Regions from separate parts of the Rattus norvegicus genome. Here region 2 is linked to region 1. A link is a contact called in public Hi-C data. All regions are on one chromosome and are shown on one strand. Each heading gives the region's core, a stretch centred on a gene start, on an enhancer-like site or on the middle of the called end of the contact. The rest is flanking DNA. Distances are from core to core; before and after follow the strand shown.

Region 1 (2,700 bases), core at 95-2,594:
GAATCAATGAGTTCTGCACTCAGTAAGAGACCGTGCTAGGGTGACCCAGGGACAGACCTAATGTCAACGTTGGACCTCTACGAACATAATGTGCACACCTATACACACCTATACTCAGACACATATAAACACACAGATACATGTAACACACATATACATGTTTTTAAAAGAGACATACTTTAACCACTGGAACAGACAAATGGAGTTTGCTGCCTGGGGTGGGGAGGGGGACCACTGAGAGTCTTCTTTTCACCAGAGTGGTGTAGAATTATTCTTACACCTAGGCAGGTGGGACTTTTTTTTTTTTAACTTCAGCCTGAAGACTGTGTCACATATCTGCTGTCAGAGGCACGGAGCCAGGAGCCCACACCACTCTATTCAGCTTTCTTCACCTTGTTCCATGACTGCTTAGGAGCAAACACACACCTGCCTACACGGGATGGTGAGCTACGAGCTAGGCTGCGGCTCAGTCCCATCTGTAAAAATGGTTCATGTTGGGAAGTGTTCCATGCAAATGATATATATACTATATATATATATATATATGTGTGTATATATATACATATATATACACACACAGAGACATACACACTATATATCTATATCTATATCTATATATCTATATCTATTTATTTATTTCATTGACATGGAAGAAATGTCCCAGGAATTTGAAGGCTTCCTCTAGGGATATAGCTAATCTGTAGAGCAGAATTCAGATCTGAAAATCAAATGCCAACTCCACATCCCAAGCCACACCACGGCTCTCCTCTTGCATTAACGTGAAAATCCTTGAAACACAGCAGCTTTCACCAGAGCTGTCAGTCTTTGTGGCAGTGTTGAGAAGTTCAGACTGCTGCCGGGGCGCTGGTCTCTCTCGCCCATCACCGGCTCATAAGACAGTGTTATAGGGATTCCAGCACCTAGCAACGGGGATCTCCCACGCTGCTTATATAAGGCTCTGAATTATGAGGGGCTCTGTGATTATGTTTACCCCTTAGAGGCTCTCTGGGATGACACCGTCCTGGCTTCCTGGCACCGGTGGAGGGCTGGGGGCAGGGCTCAGCTAAGTGGCTCTGATACAGTGATTTTCTTGCCAAGCTCAGGAAATTAATGCCGGGCTGGCTTTATCCAATGATCCGCATCCGCCCTTCAGTGACTGTGCCAGTTGGTGTTACATTTCAAAGAGAAGCCACAATGGATGTGATAGCCAGGAGGAATAGCTGGCGCTGTTACAGTGTGGAAGGCTAAAGGAGAGATCAGTGAGAACCGGGTATCACAGAGCCCACCTGACACCTCGGGAGCAGAGAGCAGGCCGAGCCACCCCCATCCTGATCCCCTCAGATGCTGGCACAGCGCATGCGCGTGGACCTGCCTGGGTTTTTTTTTTTTTTTTCAATCATGCAAATTGGTAGAACCTGAAGTTCTTGGGCTAAAAATGAAAATTGTGTAGAGAATGTTACTTGGGAAATTGATCAATCAAGTAAAAATAGAAATGAAATGAGCAATGTACAAAATAGAGCCTCCATCAGCTAAGTGTGAATAAGCAAAAACCACAGAGTTGGGAGTTTGGGGAGAGGAGCGATGCCTACATTTTAGAAAAGCACCCAGTGAACATATTTAGAAGTCCAGCTGGCCTGGAGCTAAGATGGTCCTGAGGTGGGGTGTGGGCCCGACTGCTTGTGGGACAACAAAGATGTCTATAGCCCTGGTACCTGGGCACCTGTCTGAGGGTCGGCTGCTGCCCTGCTTGGTGTTACCTGACAGTCAGAGAGTGAGAACCTCCCCGGCCCCCTCAAAGGCCGTAGATCTGGGAGTAGTTCTGCGGGTGGAAGGCAGCTTTGCCTGTAGCGTGTAGTGGAATTGTACAAAGATTGTGATTGATTAGCTGGAGACGGGCTTTGGAATTGTTTTTCTCCCTGGATGAACACGTGTTAAGAAGAAAAAGAAAAGAAAAAACCCACAGTAATCTGTTTGGGAAATGAAGCTGGCTCACTGTCAGCTTGGTACTTAAACCCACAGATGAACTGGTCTATGTGTTACCGTATCCGTTTGCTAACTTACTGTCCCAGCATACAGATAAGGGCTCCAGTGTCCCCAGAGCAGCTTCCTCCCACCTCACATTCTATTTTCCTAATCCTGTGCTCTCAAGTCACGCTTCCCACCTGACGCTTTTGCCTCCTAAGCTGCGGAAGTGATAAGAGTGAAAGAAGGAATGAGTGAATGGATTCAAGGATGATTAAGGGAACAAAGATGCCAGAGTGAAGGAGTTATTGGGTTAACAGGGCACATGTGCTGGTAGAAGGAGCACTCAGATGGAGTTGGTCTGTCTGGAGGACAAACGTGGCTCCTGTGGAGTCTGAGCAAGTGCTGTAGGAATGATGGTGGCCAGCCTCTCATGGTACAGGCTCCTCTTGAAGGTTCAAGCCCATTGGCACCATGCAACATCAGCAAAAGAGGGCTGCTCACCTATCCTCCTCTCTCCAAGTATCCCACCATGAAGTACATGGATGCCAACCCCAGGGGCAGGGGCAGGGCCAGCGGCGAGCACCTGTGTGCAGGCTCACCACAGAGCTGCAATATGCCGCTCGCAGGAGCACTGGAACTTCCTGGGTTTATTTCCCTGCAGGATGCCCTGTTCCCCAATGGAGGCTGTGATATGCATCTCCCAGTTCAGGGCTGTCCTGGGCAAACACAAGCTTG
Region 2 (2,700 bases), core at 39-2,538, 38 kb after region 1:
GAGGTCACGTGAAGCAGTGTGGAGCCCCTCGAAAGACAGACACCTGTTGTAATGCCTCCTTGGTCCTGTGGGTGCAATGGTGTGCAGGGTCCAGTCCACAGCAGCCATGTCCCTGTCTGGGCAGCATCTGGGCGTCTCAGACTGGAGGAGGCTGCCAGCTGGATTCCGCCCTCAGCCAGATCTCTCACATTCAGGGAAGATTCCAGGTGTCCTGGGGAGTAGTGACTCAGACACTGGACTTCCTGGTTTAGTCACAAACCCAACACTATTCTGAGCTAAAGCTGATTGAAAACAACTGTCTCACCCTGAACTTTACCAAGAGGCTACTCTCAACGGGGCAGATCTAAATTTCACCATGAAAGAAATCCCACTTAAAGAGTTATGGACAACGACTCCACCATACTCTTTTGAGTGTGCATTATTTTGTTATTTTAAAAACACTGCAGCACCAGGGCGGAAAAGATCTTGAGCTGTTTCTAGAAACGGGTTGCAATTCTACTCCTGGGGGACCCCAGTGGTCTACAGAGGAGGACTCGATGGGTGCGGATAGCTGAGAAAGAGCCACCAGTCCCCTCTCACACGTTGTGCAGACCAGAGGACACTCGTGTTTTGTTTTGATTTTTTAACGAATCAGGTGACATGCAATCTAGGAGACATTCTCAGCCGGCAAGACTCCGCAATGACCCAGGCGAACCTAGTACAGTGCCCTGCGGCTCAAGTTCACGCTGTGCTGCCTGCTGACCTGCTCCCGGGATGAGGTCAGGGTGTGCGCAGACTCCTTTCTGGCGGAATGGAGTCCACGCATCCCCATCACAACAGCACAGTGTCTAGCCAGACTTGCGCGCCGCCGCACCAAGGTTGTATCCGCCGTTGAGGCGGTGCGCAGTCAACCCCGGGTTCCGCGCGCGGCTTTCCAGCTCGCGCCCCGCAGCGCGCTCCCCACGCAGCCTCGCATCTGGCCTCTCCGTTCGCACATTCCACACAACTGCGCCCGGATCGCGCCCCAGCACGCCCCTTCGGCCGCTCGTGCCCCACTTGCTTCTTACCAGCTGCTCCCGTAGCGCGGCCAGCGCCGCCTCCAGCCTCAGCTCCTGGCCGCGGGGCCCTGGCGCTGGGTGCAGGCCCAGGGCTCCCCGCACTCGCGCTTGCTGCGTGGCGCGCAGCCCCTGAAGCTCCTGCAGCCCCGCCAGTGCTGCTCGTAGTCGCGCGCCCACCCTGCGGCGGTCCCAGCCCGCGGGCCCCGGGCCGCTCGGTGCCCACATCTCCCGGACGCTCAACCGCCGCACCGCGCGTCCCCGCCGCGTCTCCCCGCCCCCGTCCGCAGGTCGCCTAGGTGGGGTGGGACCTATCACTGGCCGCGGAGGGCGGTGTTTGCGACGCCCCAGGTCACAGCGGCCGCCCCCTGCCCGCCCTGTCGACCGGCCGCGCCCTCGCCCAACCCCTGAGCCCTTGGGACCTGTGAGCTCATGAGGGTAGGCCAAGAGTCCCTCCGCCAAGGGACAGAAAAGAGCTTAGGCACAGGAGGAGAAAGGTTTTGTTTAGGTTTTTAAATTAAAAAAAAAATCACATTGCAAGAATCATTTGTAAGCTGATTAAAATGGAAAATCCTCTACCAGGTTTCCCAGTGTACATGTTTGCTTCTCCGTTTACTGAGTCCAGCTTTCAAACACATACTACGCACCTTTAAGGAAGCGTCTAGTAAGTTCCTGAGGTGTGCAGCTCTCACCATGGTGGTCACTTCAGCAACACTGTCTGGATTCCAGAAGGAAGCTGCACATTATCTGTCGCCCCCACCTCCTTTACTCACTCCATGCTCAGAGGCCCCCACTGGTCTCCTTTGGACAATGTCCTGAGTGGAATCCTGCGATCCGGGTATTTTGCTGTTGTTAGACTTCCGGGCGCGCCCATTTTGCAGCAATTTACTGACCCAGTGTCTATAGCTTTCGTGTTTCTCCAGTGGTAAGTTAGGAAGAAGTTGCCACCCCACTTCTGCACACAGGCAGGATGGAAATGCTTTCCTCTTCTTGAGTATCTACGGAAGGCAGAATTGTTGGATCGCGGGTGGCTACGGAAGAAACCGCTTTCTGGAGTGCTTACCTTTTTTTCCTCCGAAGCCGAAGCCGGGGTGGAAAGGTGCCAGCTGCACCCACTGCCTCCATCCAGAGCGCCCAGGCTTGTGGAGTGTAGCTGGCAGCGACTCCTGAGGCGGGAGGAGGTTAAGTATCTTTTCCCGGTAGAATCCCTCATTCAGGTACTCTGCTTGCTTTAGTTGGTGATCTCCTTAGTAACTAAGACCAGAGTCTCCTGCACTTTCCTTTTTTACAATTTCCTTCTTAGATGCAGGATTCCCAGAATGTTTCCTCCAGTCTGCAGGTTTCTATTTATTTTACTTCCCTGTTTTTGTTTTGTTTTGGTTCTGAGACAGGGCCTCACGACAGCAGCTCATTCTACACAGACTAGGCTGGTCTCCAAGGAACTCCAGCCTCCTCTGTGTACCTGGATCACAGGTCCCCAGTACTGAGCCCTGTTAAAAAGTTTTACTCTTGGGGTTGGCGATTTAGCTCAGTGGTAGAGCGCTTCCCTAGCAAGCGCAAGGCCCTGGGTTCGGTCCTCAGCTCCGGGGGAAAAAAAGTTTTACTCTCTATTTTTACTTCGTTACACTTACTTTTTCCTCTTTTTACTGTTTTGTGTGTGTGTGTG

The links. A called contact is a pair of places that touch in the nucleus more often than the background predicts.
Region 2: a Hi-C map of frontal cortex shows a contact between it and region 1, with 2.1 times the contacts expected there. The contact joins the promoter of Dact2 here to the enhancer-like site in region 1. A contact is called at or near these places in 2 of 12 Hi-C or Micro-C datasets (the A7r5 cell line and frontal cortex).

What each region holds. Positions count from the first base shown.
Region 1 is chr1:63,823,822-63,826,521 of GRCr8, forward strand. No RefSeq gene overlaps it. Among named protein-coding and RNA genes, the nearest start is that of Dact2, 38 kb to the right of the region's middle. Within about 2 kb of position 1,345, at least 27 of the 93 cell types and tissues checked have an H3K27ac peak or open chromatin away from gene starts, as enhancers often do.
Region 2 is chr1:63,861,810-63,864,509 of GRCr8, forward strand. It overlaps Dact2 (dishevelled-binding antagonist of beta-catenin 2), which reads right to left and starts at 1,289. Exons shown (of 4, transcript NM_001107464.3): 1 at 1,047-1,289. The coding sequence starts at 1,262.